Linked DNA regions of Hordeum vulgare: region 1 is linked to region 2. Evidence: chromatin contacts called from public Hi-C data. All regions are on one chromosome and are shown on one strand. The core of a region is the stretch at or near the end of the contact, and the rest is flanking DNA. Distances in the headings are between cores, read along the strand shown.

Region 1 (6,046 bases), core at 892-3,391, 560 kb before region 2:
ATTTCCAGAGTTAAAAAAAGGCAAGCAAAATCTCGCGGTATATACGATGCGAGGCGCCAGCGAATTCCCGGAAATAATGCAGTTAATGTTGGGTGGTAAATAATTCCACTGCTGTGCCTGGGCTGCCCGCCTCCTGCCCTCCCTGCCCCCACATTTAATTGCGCGACGACCGACGCCTCGTAACGGAGGCGAGCAAATCGCGGCCCGTATCGGGAACCGACGCTTGCTCCAAACATCGCCGGCCGCCGGCCGGACGGGCGCGTCGTTTCATTGCTACGTACTCGCTAGCTGCTCGCACGTTACGGTCCAACGTACTAGCACCAGTGATACATACACACCCGGGTCTTTTCTCATCTTACTTCTCCTCTTCGCCTTTCATTCATTCATTCATTGACATAAATATAAATATATACGGAAATGTTCAACTCATAACTCGATGATACTGTTGCTAATTACTGATAACTTGGCTCCAGAGCTGGTTACAAAACCAGCGATGAAGGGACTAATGACAGCCATCTCATTCTTTCAGACTCTCGTCTAAACCCCGGCGAGGCTTCCCTCTGCCGGGGATTGTTTGGCGGCAGGCAGCTACACAGGCGAATCATAAAACCATACTCTCTTTCTCTCTCTCTCTCTCTCCTCTCTCTAGAAAAGAAAAGCCAAAAAAGAAAAGAAAAACGAACGAATGCAAACAAAATTGACCGAATTAGGCGCCTAATCCGGTGTTTTACACTTGTTCCGCTAGATGACGGGGAGGGGATCGATTTGGAACAGGTCGGTGATGTCTTGGAAGAACTCGTCCGCCTGCTGCAACGCCGCCGGAGACGGCGGGCAAGGCTGGAAGGCCGACGACGAGCAGTCGCTGGTGAACGCGAAGGCCGGCTCCGGGAGGTTGGACAGGAAGTCCATCGGCGGCTCCGCGAAGTCGGAGAGGAGGTCGAAGTCGCTGTAGAGCGGCGCCAGCTCGCCCGCGAAGTCGTCGCCGGAGAACGAGCAGCCGAAGACGCCGCTCGACTCGTCGGTCTCGGCGGTGCTGGAAGACGACGACGGCTTCTTGGCGGTGTCGCCGTCCACTGCGGCGGGCAAGGTGGACTGAGGGAAGGAGCGGAGGACGGAGGTCGGGGACGCCGCGGCGACGTGGGACTCCTCGCACGAGTCGTACGAGGTGGCCGAGGTGGAGGAGTTCTTGGAACCCGCCGGTGGCTGTGGAAGGCGCTCGGCGACCTCCGCCGGGACCTCCATGTCCTCGCCGTCCTCGGACTGCTGGAAGTTGACGGTGGCGTCGGGGCCGCGCAGCTTGATGGCGGCAGAGTCGTAGACCTTGGCGGCCTCCTCGGCGGTGTCGAAGGTGCCGAGCCACACCCGGACGCGTCGCCACGGGTCGCGGATCTCCGCCGCGTACTTGCCCCACGGACGGCGCCGCACGCCGCGGAACCGCCGCTCGCCGCCGGCCTCGGCCTTCCTCTTCCTGACGGGAACCATGACCCTCGGCCTCGTCGCCGTCGCGGTCGCCGACGCGGCCTTGGCGACCGGCGCCGACTCCTCCACCTTAACCTGGACAGCGGGCTGCAGACGGATCTCCTGGACGTAGCGCTTGACGCGGCGGCGCTCGCCGTCCTCCTCATCGCTCGAGGAATCGGTGGCGTCGAAGTCATCGCAGAAGACCCGCACCATCTTGGGCTGCTCGACGCCGCCACCAAACCCCTCCATCCCCGTGGCCGACGCCGCCAGCGACCGGGACGTCACCTCGACGTGCTCGGTCCTCTTCACCGCCATGAAGAACTCCTCCTCCATGGGCCACATCGAGGAAAGGAAGAAACAAAAACTCTCCCTAAAACTCCACTCGCATTTGCCTGCGCCCCAGACACGGCCTACCTAAAACCCCACAAGAATCCCCCTAAAACCCGAGGCAGGAAGTGCAAAGGCACCACCGCCGGCGAACCCCCGGCCCGGAGGAGGGGAGGAGAGAGGGAGGCGAAAAGCAGAGGGCTTTTGGCCTGGGATGAGGAGGGGATGCGACGGGGTTTCGTTGAGATTTTTTGGGGGCGGAGAGGGGGAGGGGGAGGGTGATGAAGAAGGAAGGGGGAAGGGAATGGAGTTGCTGCTCTCGATGGGTGCGTGCGGCGTCCTGTTGGTTTGATGCTCCTGGCTCGGAACACATCGGCGGTCCTGCCTTTATAGGATCGCGCAAGCCCATTTCCGGAAAACCGGACCTTTTTTTTAGTTTTTTTATTCGCCCCTGTTTTCTTCCTTTTATATTTCCCGTCCTGCCTTTCGTGTCACCTTTCTTTCCTGCTCCTCCCTTCCGTTTTTCCTTCTCCTGGTAGAAAGAAAGGAGAAAGAAACGCGAATCGGAATCGATTTTTTCGACCGTAATTTTTAGAAGGTGAGTAAATGCGTTGCCTGGCTTACAGCAGTAGAGTAGGATTCTCACTGGCGGCTGGACATTTTACGGAGGCAGTAATTCTGCCGGACCCGCGTATAACTGGCGATCCAGCGAAGAGGTCATAGGTTCCACGGCTAGTAGCGGCTCAGCGTTTTCGCTGGGCCCAACCCGTCAGGGGAGTAAAGGGTGTCCAATTCTGTCAAGCGGCCACTCGACTGGCCTGGACGCGGCCCCATCTGTCAGCGGGCTTGCGGTAGGGGGTCACGTGAGCTGGGTTTTTTTATTATTATTGTACCCAAATCATTCCAGACGAGCGGCATACCCACCATGTTTACGTGGAAGGTAAATTGGGGAGTATCTTCGTTTCTCAAAAGAAGAGGGGAATTCTTGGAAAGAGGATGATGTCATATTGTCATTCATAGTTTTCATTGGAGATTTTCTTGCCTCGTTTCCTCTTTCTGCTGATAGGCTACTTGGTTGCCAAGGCAAAGAAAAGGGTGCCTATCCTCATTTCAATTGTGAACTTCGAAATAGGGGCACTTGTTGCACGTGGGATCATGATCATGACACGTTGAAACAAGTGCTGTTGGATGCTCCCTCCATTCCTAAATATCAATCTTAGTAGACATCTCACTATAGTCTGCATACGAATGCATATAGACATTTTAAATATAAATCTTTAAAATAACTTATATTTAAAAAAGAGGGAGTAGCATTACCATCGGGTTTTTGTGTGATATGTACTCCCTCCGTTTCTAAATATAAGACATTTTAGAAATTCTACAATGGACTACATACGGAGCAAAATAAGTGAAACTATACTCTAAAATATATCTATATACATTTGTATGTAGGTCATAGTGTAATCTCTAAAAGGTCTTATATTTAGGAACGGAGGAAGTATTGCCCATTCTTCACGATGTCTTGTTCTTAGATAGACATCCAAGAAGTGTTAAGCACTAGCGGGCTTCATATGACGTGCAAGCTAGAAATATGCTAATACAATTGGAAAATTTACTTGCAACTTTGCTCATGGTCATGGACATACTTTGATTACTTATGTGGTCAATATATTTTGGGGGTATCATTTTTTTAGTCACGGGTCTATAATTAGCGGTTGCCATGGTTGTGAATATGGATTCAATTTTGAGAAGTGATTCAAATTCCCGGTGACCGCTTCCTCGTCATGACTATATGCATAGTAGTTGGTCTAGCCGAAAATTAGGGTGGCACGGGCGGGGGCGTGTCGATCGGTACACCGTAATGAAGTTACCAAGCAACACAGTACTATGCCCCCACATGAACATTTGACAACGGTCAACATGATGATTTAAAAAATGCTTAAGATGTAAAGAAATTATTTAGCCAAATCATTACTATGTTTTGTTAAATACAGCTATGAGTTTGTTTTGTACTACGAAGAATTGACACAAATCATTTTCGGCCGTTGAAGGGTCGAACTAGGCGACAAGTACAGTTCGGCTCTATAATGGCACCAATTACAATTCGAAATAACTAGGGCCGTCAGATAATAATGCAAGATGCGAGAATTGCGTGAGGACAGCTGAGTACACATTTAAAACAACGGTACTACAGGTATGCCAATGGGTCGTGACAGTTCATTTTTGGCCGATGAATGATTGAACTATCGACAAATATAGTTTGACTATATGATGGCATCCATTACAACTTCAAATAAAACAAGACCGTAAGCGGTCCACGAGGATAAGTGAGTAAAAATGAAGAAAATTTATGGTACTGTCATGGATCATGACAAATCATTTTCGACCGATGAACGCTCCAACTACCGACAAATTTAGTTTAACTCTATTATGACATCAGTTACAACTTCAAATAACTAGAGACCGTGAAACAATAATTAAAGGCCGTGAAAGCTGCATGAGGACAACTGAGTAAAATGAAACAACATGAGAATAAAACAACTTGAAAAATAAAGATGTGCATGTGGCATTGTTCATCATGGCTTGATGAGTTGTTCGAAAAGTGATGAAGGGAAGGTTAGTAAATTGGCATACATATTGACTTACTTTTTACTAATTTGAAATAAGAAGTTTTAATCGAGCAATTTTCAACAAGATACCATGATACACAATTATTGTGTGAAGTGAGATATGTATGATATTTGATTCTCGATGGAGTCACTGGTTTGGCTTGGGACCTATCAAGAAAGGAATGCAAATGAAAACAAAAGGTTGTCAAGAGGACTGATATTTATGGACATGATAGCCCTTGGAGCCAAAAAACAACTAAGGTGATAAGAGTGCACATATTGTATGAGGAAAGAACAAGGAAAGAGGTCGAAGATTTTCATGCGGTGGTCACATCTAAACATGGGACGGTGGTGATGCCACATTAAGATGGAGTCATACCCAAACAACAAGTTCCTCGGGACTACCATAACCCAAGAAGGATCAGATCACAAACTCACAAGGTTCAGCTAATGGAGAATGATGTTTGATTGGATGAACAATGTTGTTCAAATGTTAAAGATAAAGAGGTTTCGAAAGAAAAGAACTTGTGTGGCTGAAGAGAATGAAGAAGAGTAAAATAAATAGGTTGGTGATCTTGAGATGTTGACCTAACACATGATGAGCCCCAAGGACGAGGAGGAAGAAATTGACTCGAATATTTTGAAACCAAATTCATAAAGCTTATGATAATTTAAATAAGAAAGGGTATGGAAATCAAGGGAAAGTACATGCCAATGTTGGGGCTATCACTAATAATGTTATAAGGTGTGATAGGATCAAAGGCTAAGATATGTGGACATGACAACCTTTGCAATGCAGATGCACGCATCTAAAAACAACATTTAACATATACGTGATGTTAATGCTTGTGTATGTTTGATGATGAGATGATGTATATGTAAGTGCATCTAGTGCCCCTTAGTGATTTTGGTGGTTTGAAGACTTATAGGTTAAGTATCTAATGTGTTTATGAGTGTACACAGGATCTATAAGTCATTGAAGGAGTTTGAGATATTTGAAGAATATCGACCCCTAAAAATATATGTCTTCAGTTGAAGAAATTGGTCTGAAGCTGAAGAAATGAATCGCGAGGAATCTGCGATGAAATTGATATTCCTCATGAAGATACTGATATTGAGAAGTCCGATGTGTCGTGAAGAAAATCACTCTGAAGAATTTGAAGCATGAAGAATTACACTTTCTGTTTTATTTTCTTCGCATTTGAGTCATAGGAACACCGTACTGTTAAAGGGGGTCAAAGTTACAGTATGGAATGAATTTCCTCATGATGCTCAACCCAAGCCCAATCCTACCAAAAGCCTCAAGTGAGGAATACGAGTGACATGAGGACTCTCACAGTTGAGGGTTCCGACCGTTTCGATAGCCACGCCAAGTCATTGGTCTTATCCACTCCAACGGTCATATTATTTAAGGGCATTAGTGTCAAATCATGTCGGGATGCTCCCAGGCTATAAATAGCCACCCCCCACAACCACTAGCTGGTTGGCTGCTCCGCTAGAAACCGACACATGTCATAAGAGCAACCCAATTCCTCAGAGACTTCGAGAGTAATTCATCAGTGAGGAAATAACACATACACCGAAACCACAAACCAAACCTAGTGATTGAGCATCACTGAAGAAGTTGTTCCTGTGTGGGACTGAAGCCT
Region 2 (6,625 bases), core at 2,590-5,089:
CCCCGCTACTTGTAAATTGCGTTGTGTTTTTCCCCGAAGAGGAGAGGAGATGCATCACAACAGATATAAGTATTTTCCTGAGTGAGAACTGAGGTTATCGAAGCGACAGAGGACCACACAAATGCTCGTCGTCAGCATCTACAAACAAAATAGCAAACATTTGCACCCAACGCGGGCAAGAGGGTTGTCAAGCCCCTTGAAGTCGTTACTTGCAAGTATTGAGTAGTGATGGATAGATAATATAAATATATAATGAAAATAGAAATAGAAGTGCAGAAATATTTTTAGGGTTTAAGTAATATAATTTATGAAGACCCGGGGGCTATAGTTTTCGCTAGACGCTTCTCTCTCGAAGATAGCATATAGTGGGTAAACAAATTACAGTTATGCAATTGATAGAGAAGTGCATAGTTATGTAATATTTGTACACGTGATGACACATATAAGCATCACATCCATAAGCAAGTAGACCGACTCCTGCCTGCATCTACTGCTATTTGTTCACTCATCGACTGCTATCCAACGTGCATCTAAAATATTAAGTAAAACAGAGTAATGCTTGAAGCAAGATGACATGATGTTGACAAAGTAAACTCAACTAATATGAATAAACCCCATATTTTTTATCATTAATGGTAGAAATACAATATGTTTCATGTCCCCTTCTGTCATTGAGATTGAGCATAGCAAGATTGAACCCATTACAACGCACCACTCCATTGAAGATAAATCATTCTACTTGGCCAAAGGAAACCGATAGATCGGAGAGAAATACGAAGCTATCATAATCATGACTATAAGAATTCAGAGATGTCTCAAATAGATTTCATGAATAATCGTAATATAAACCCATAATTCATCGGATCCTAAAAAACACACCGCAAAGAGGATTACATATGATAGATCACCGTGGAAATCGCGGTGATCTTTGCATTGAAGAACATAGAGAGAGATAGCCATCTAGATACTAACACAGACCTGTAGGTCTGTGGGGGACTGCTCGCTCATCACCATGGGAGCAACAAGGTTGACGCCCTTTGTGATTGATCCCCCTCCGGCTGGGTAGCAGAACAATGCTCCAGATGGGATCACGGCGGAGCAAAGACTTGGAGCGGCAGAAAAAGTATTTGGGTGGCTCTCCCGTGTTTTCTCAACATATTAGGATTTATAGAGGCGGAGTTAGGTGAAGAGGTATCGGGAGGTGGTCCCAAGCCATCATGGTGCGATCACCCCCCTGGGCGCGCCCTATTGGCTTGGTGCCAACTCGTGTGGCATATGGTCTACCGTCGGAGCTTCCAGGTCTTATTTTTTCCAGAAAAATCATCATAAAGTTTTGTTGCATTTGGAATTTGTTTGGTACTGATTTCCTGAAAAGCCAAAAACACACACAAAAATAATAATTGGCACTAACCACTTGGTTAATAGGTTAGTTTCCAAAAATGATATAAAACATCATATAAAGCATCCAAGAATGATAATATAATAGCATGGAACAATCAAAAAATTAAAAATATGTTGGAGTCGTATCATTGTACCCCCCCCTCGAGATTGATGTTATACGAGACGTTGGCTATGCGAGTGACCACCATGACGGTTCCTCCACCTCCGGGCCCAGCGGGGCTATGTATATCTCCATCATCACCTCCTCCGGCTCCATCGCGATGGTGGACGACAAATAGGCAGGGACTAGGGTGCGTAGCAGCATCAATCGAAGCGGAGATAGTGAGGAAATGACAAACTTTTGAGTGACGACATTGCGTAAATGTCTAAATGTGCAGGCTCCGCCTGGCTTTTGTGTGCGCACAAAGTAGCGAAGTCTGACATTGCAGCTCTCTGGACCAGTGTGTGGTTGTTCGACGAACGGTACTGAAGAACACAAGTCAGACAATGTGGTCCATACGTTTACAAACGGTTTGATGCACCCAAGAAGATGCACTAAGTGCATCTCCAAGGCGGACCCACTAACCTCCCGCAAGTTGCGGACCCCGCGGTCCGAACCACGGAAGTCATCCAACGCACTCCTTTATCGGTCCGCGAGGCGGTCCGGACACGATTTCTTCCGTAAACCGGAGACAAATATGGAGAGGTTTGTGGGAGTCTGGACCGCTACTTCACCCAATTCTGACCACCCTGGCTGACCAAAAACCCCTCCCCCTTCGATCGCTCTTCTACCCGGCGCGAGCTGCCTGCATTCATGTCGTTGTAGAGCAGCATCTCCCCATTGAAGAGCGGACACGACCTCTCACTAGCGCCAGCATTGAATTGGCTCGTCGGCCGAGGGCACCGCCCGCGACCCGTCTCCCGTGTTTGTGCCTATTCAATGCCAAAGACGCGTGACTAGACGAGACGGACGGATATCTACCACATCCGTTCAATGCCCCGCCCGTCCGTACGTGGTTGTTAAGAAGGCTTGCAGACCGAGAAACCCACTCCGGCGTCCCGCCTTAATGCATTGCCTCATGGGAATCCACTATTTAAAGGGTGCCCACACACGTCTATGTCCACAACACATTACATCCACTTCACATCCTCCTCGTTTCCTCTACATCCGCCATGACCGCCAACAGGAAAGCATTGCGGGACAGTCTGTCATCGGAGATCAAGCACGGGGTGGCCGCCATTGCCGCCGCGTCGCAGAGCCATCGTGCCAAGCGGATCATGGTCGGCTTGCCGGCCAGATCGGCCGAGGTCTCCGACGACGACACCATGATGGAGACGGACTCCGATGACACCGCCCCGACTCCCTCGCCTCCTATGCACTCCGGCTACATCATGACGCAGATGCAGGCGCACTACAATGCCGCAATGGCGCAGGGGCAGCCTGCTCCGGCGCGTACGTCGGCGTTACAGCAAGCGCTGGAGCAACATCGACTAGTGTTTGGTCATATTGACGGAAGCGCGCGAGCAAAGACGAAGTGGCGGCCATGGTCGCGATGAACCCGAACTTAGACGCGGAGCAGCGTGCCATCTACGATGCCATCCGCGCTCAAGCCGACGCTCGCGAGGAAGCGGCCGCCGCGGAGGCCTAGTTCTAGGCGATCTCGGAAGTGGAAAACGCGAGCTGCGCCTCTTACGCGCCGTCGTCGAACCCCGAGACGGCCCGATTGAACGACGAAAGCCAAGGCGTCACCATTTCCCTTGTGGACCTCATGTCCACCGACGACAGACAAGGGGTAGACTCCTACGAGGATGAGTAGGCCACGGGAGGCGGCATGGCTTAGTGTATCATGTGGGCCATTTTGTCTCCCTTGTTCTACTCTTCCTAGCAAGAGACCACACCTTCACTTCATCAGTCTTATCGTCAATGCTCATGAAAACGACGGATGGAGGACGACACGGGCTTGGACGCCGGGCACCGTCGTCATTGGATAGGTTTAGGGGTGGTTCTTGTTTTGTCCTAAATGTAATCCGCCGTGTTTATATGAAATACGTCATGTTTGCAGAAAATTCAGCCACGTTTGCTCGAATTTCGTTTGACTGGTTCGAGTTATTGTCAAAATGTATACGGTATCATTTGATGTCGTTTCCTCGCATCCGTATCCACACACTGGTTTTCCTGTTTACGGACCAATGGGAAAGAAAATCTACGAGTTGCCGTCGGAGATGTCCTAAGCGTGTACTGCCAAGACACATGTACGAGTAAGATTTAACGGGGGGGCATTCAATTGAAGTTGCCGGACACCGCTGCTCGATCCCACATTCAACGAGCGTATCCGGGTCGCAGGATCGAGAGCAGGAACAAAGCCGGTACAATGACGCAGCTATAATAAATCGTGACATGCGGGCGCTGTCCGTGGACCACGCGGCATCTGCCAGTTGACTAACCTGAGGCTGGCGGCGGGGCCCACGTGCTGTGGGTGACTCCTCCCGACACCACACCATCTGCTCCACTACCTCCACACTACACCACTGCTTGCAAAAAGTATTGGCCGCGTCACCGTGCGCATCTACGAAACGGAATCCCCGAATAGTATAGATAGAGTTGTCAACTTGCAAGTGCACTATAGTTTGGAAAAAAAGACGTCGAGCAAATAGATTGTGCATTGAACTGGTCGTTTTGCCTACACAACGTGCGCATGCATGCCCAGTTGACGTGCAAACGTCGGGTTCATATGCTCAGCTCGTGCCACGGATTAGTGTCCCCGTCCGTGCTTAATACGACGACGCTCGCACGCATGGAGGCTCGCGCGCGCGTATACTATATAAACGGCACCGGCACGAATCGTGTCCTCGAGCCCTTCGTCCAGGCGTCCGGCACCGCACCGCATTGCACGTACTCTACGGCGGGTTTCCGATCGATGCACGCGGCCAACTGCGGCGCGCGCACATGTCGTCTGACCCGAAAGGCTCGTCGTTGTCGTGGGTATGCGTTTGTGACGTGGCGCAAAGTTCTCGTGGGATCGCCGTGTTATTTGTTCCCTTGCTCGCTTCAGACCATACCTATACTTCCTTTCTGGCTTTCTGCCATGTTCGATGGCATTGGATTTCAAGAGTTTAGGAGGATTAAAGATTATGATTTTCTGCTACATGGACTATTTGACTCGCGGGATTACAAAACATTTAAAAAAAAAAGTATTACCTCCGGCCTCTGCATAAGTACAATGCATACGGTCCTTTTATTAAAACAAACAAACGGATCATGGTTCAACATAGTCTTCGACAAAGCAGTAAAGAAGCAAAAGTAAAGCAAAACGTGCCACAATCGGCAAAACAGGCCAAGATGTCTTACCATCTATACTATTACTGGACCTTCATACAAACCGGTCAAAGATATCCCGCGCTATCATCTCCCATCGGATAGACCCAGTAACCAAAGCTCCCTGATTTCCGCAGGAATGAGTAAAGACCATGTACGGATCAATGTCACAGCTTTGTGAAGTACGTGCAAAAAACGTATATGCGTATGTCTGTCAAAAACCACATCATTCCTATACTTCCATATAGCCCAAAAAAGTGCACAAACTTCAATACGAATGTGTCTAGCAATAATCATATCAACTTCATCTAGCCACGTTTCAAATAACGTGTCAATGCTATCCGGAGGTACAATGTTGAAGGCTATACGAACTGTGTGCCAAAGAACTCTCGCAAGTGAAGATTTGAGAAAGAGGTGTGCCATGTTCTAATCGTTATCACACAAGCTACATCGAGTACTCCCCCCCCCCCCAATTACGTTTAGCCAAATTATCCTAAGTTAGAATCACCTTCTTGTGCACAAACCACACGAAGACCTTGATCCTTAAGGGTACCTTGACTCTTCAAATATTAATGGATTTTGGGATATTAGTCGTGTTAATAAGATTCAGATACATTGATTTGATCGTAAATATTCCGTTATTTGTAAGCTTCCAATGAACCGTATCAGGTTCCTGTGATAACTGGATATCCATGAGCCTCCTGACAAGGTGGAGCCAATCCGTCCAGCGATGGCCTATCAATGATCGTCTGAATTGGATATTTAAAGGATTTGACTCAAGTATTGTGGCTATGTACGCATCCTTGCATTGCACAATATTGTAGAGAGCTGGATATTGAACGGCCAAAGGCATCTCCCCAACCACAAATCCTCCCAGAATCTCATACTCTCACCATTTTGCAATAATAAATTTGGTTCTATGGAAGAAGGTTGACCTTACTCTCATCAATCCCTTCCAGAATGGTGAATCATTGACTCTGACTTTTACCTGGGATAAGGTTTTAGAATGTAGGTACTTATTATGCAAAATTTGTACCCACATGCCTTCTATCTCTACCGAAAGTCTGAATAGCCACTTACTTAGCAGGCATCTATTCTTTACCTCTAAATTCTCAATTTCGAGACCTTCTTGGTCTTTGGGTCTACAAATAATATCCTATCTAGTTAACCTATATTTCTTTCTGTCATCATCACTCTTCCAAAAGAATCTGGATCGATCGAAATCCAACCTTTTGCGTACCCCTATGGGTACCTCAAAGAAGGATAGAAGGAACATCGACATACTCGTAAGTACCGAGTTTATCGGAATTAATCTTCCCCCATATGAGAGCAGCTTGCCCTTTCAGCAGCTTAGCTTTTTCTCAAATCGAACCTCGCTGCTTTTCCACTCACTATTGGAAAGCTTGCGATGGTGAATAGGTATGCCTAGATAACTGAACGGTAGGCTCCCCATTTCACAGCCGAACAATTGTTTGTAAGTGTTTTGTTCATCTTTGGCTTTCCCAAAATAAAAAAACTCACTCTTATGAAAATTGATTTTCAAGCCCAACAGTTGTTCGAAGATGGAGAGTATAAGCTTCATATTCCTGGCTTTTGCTATATCATGTTCCATAAACAGGATAGTATCATCAGCATATTGCAGGATAGACATGCCACCATCCACCAGATGTGGCACCAGTCCACCTACCTGGCCTCCTTGTTTAGCCCTTCCTATTAGAATTGTCAACATGTCTGCAACTATGTTGAAGAGGATGGGTGACATTGGATCTCCCTGCCTCAGACCTTTGAAATTTTGGAAAAAATGGCCAATGTCATCATTGACTTTGATTCCAACACTCCATTTTTGTACGAATGATTCAACATGATTCCTCCATATTTCATGGAACCCCTTCATATGTAATGCCTGTTGTAGGAATGGCCATTTGACCT

The links. Hi-C and Micro-C count contacts between places; a contact is called where the count stands out from the background.
Region 1: a Hi-C map of leaf shows a contact between it and region 2, with 2.6 times the contacts expected there. The contact joins the promoter of LOC123439662 here to the enhancer-like site in region 2. A contact is called at or near these places in 1 of 6 Hi-C or Micro-C datasets (leaf) and 1 of 1 datasets of contacts at active chromatin or transcription factors (embryo).

Annotation. Positions count from the first base shown.
Region 1 is chr3H:124,241,937-124,247,982 of MorexV3_pseudomolecules_assembly, reverse strand. It overlaps LOC123439662 (ethylene-responsive transcription factor CRF1-like), which reads right to left and starts at 2,141. Exons shown (of 1, transcript XM_045116352.1): 1 at 421-2,141. The coding sequence starts at 1,803. The coding sequence ends at 742.
Region 2 is chr3H:123,684,350-123,690,974 of MorexV3_pseudomolecules_assembly, reverse strand. No RefSeq gene overlaps it. Among protein-coding and RNA genes, the nearest start is that of LOC123443211, 220 kb to the right of the region's middle. Within about 2 kb of position 3,839, at least 3 of the 3 cell types and tissues checked have open chromatin away from gene starts, as enhancers often do. A contact at or near this core is called in leaf, where this site is marked.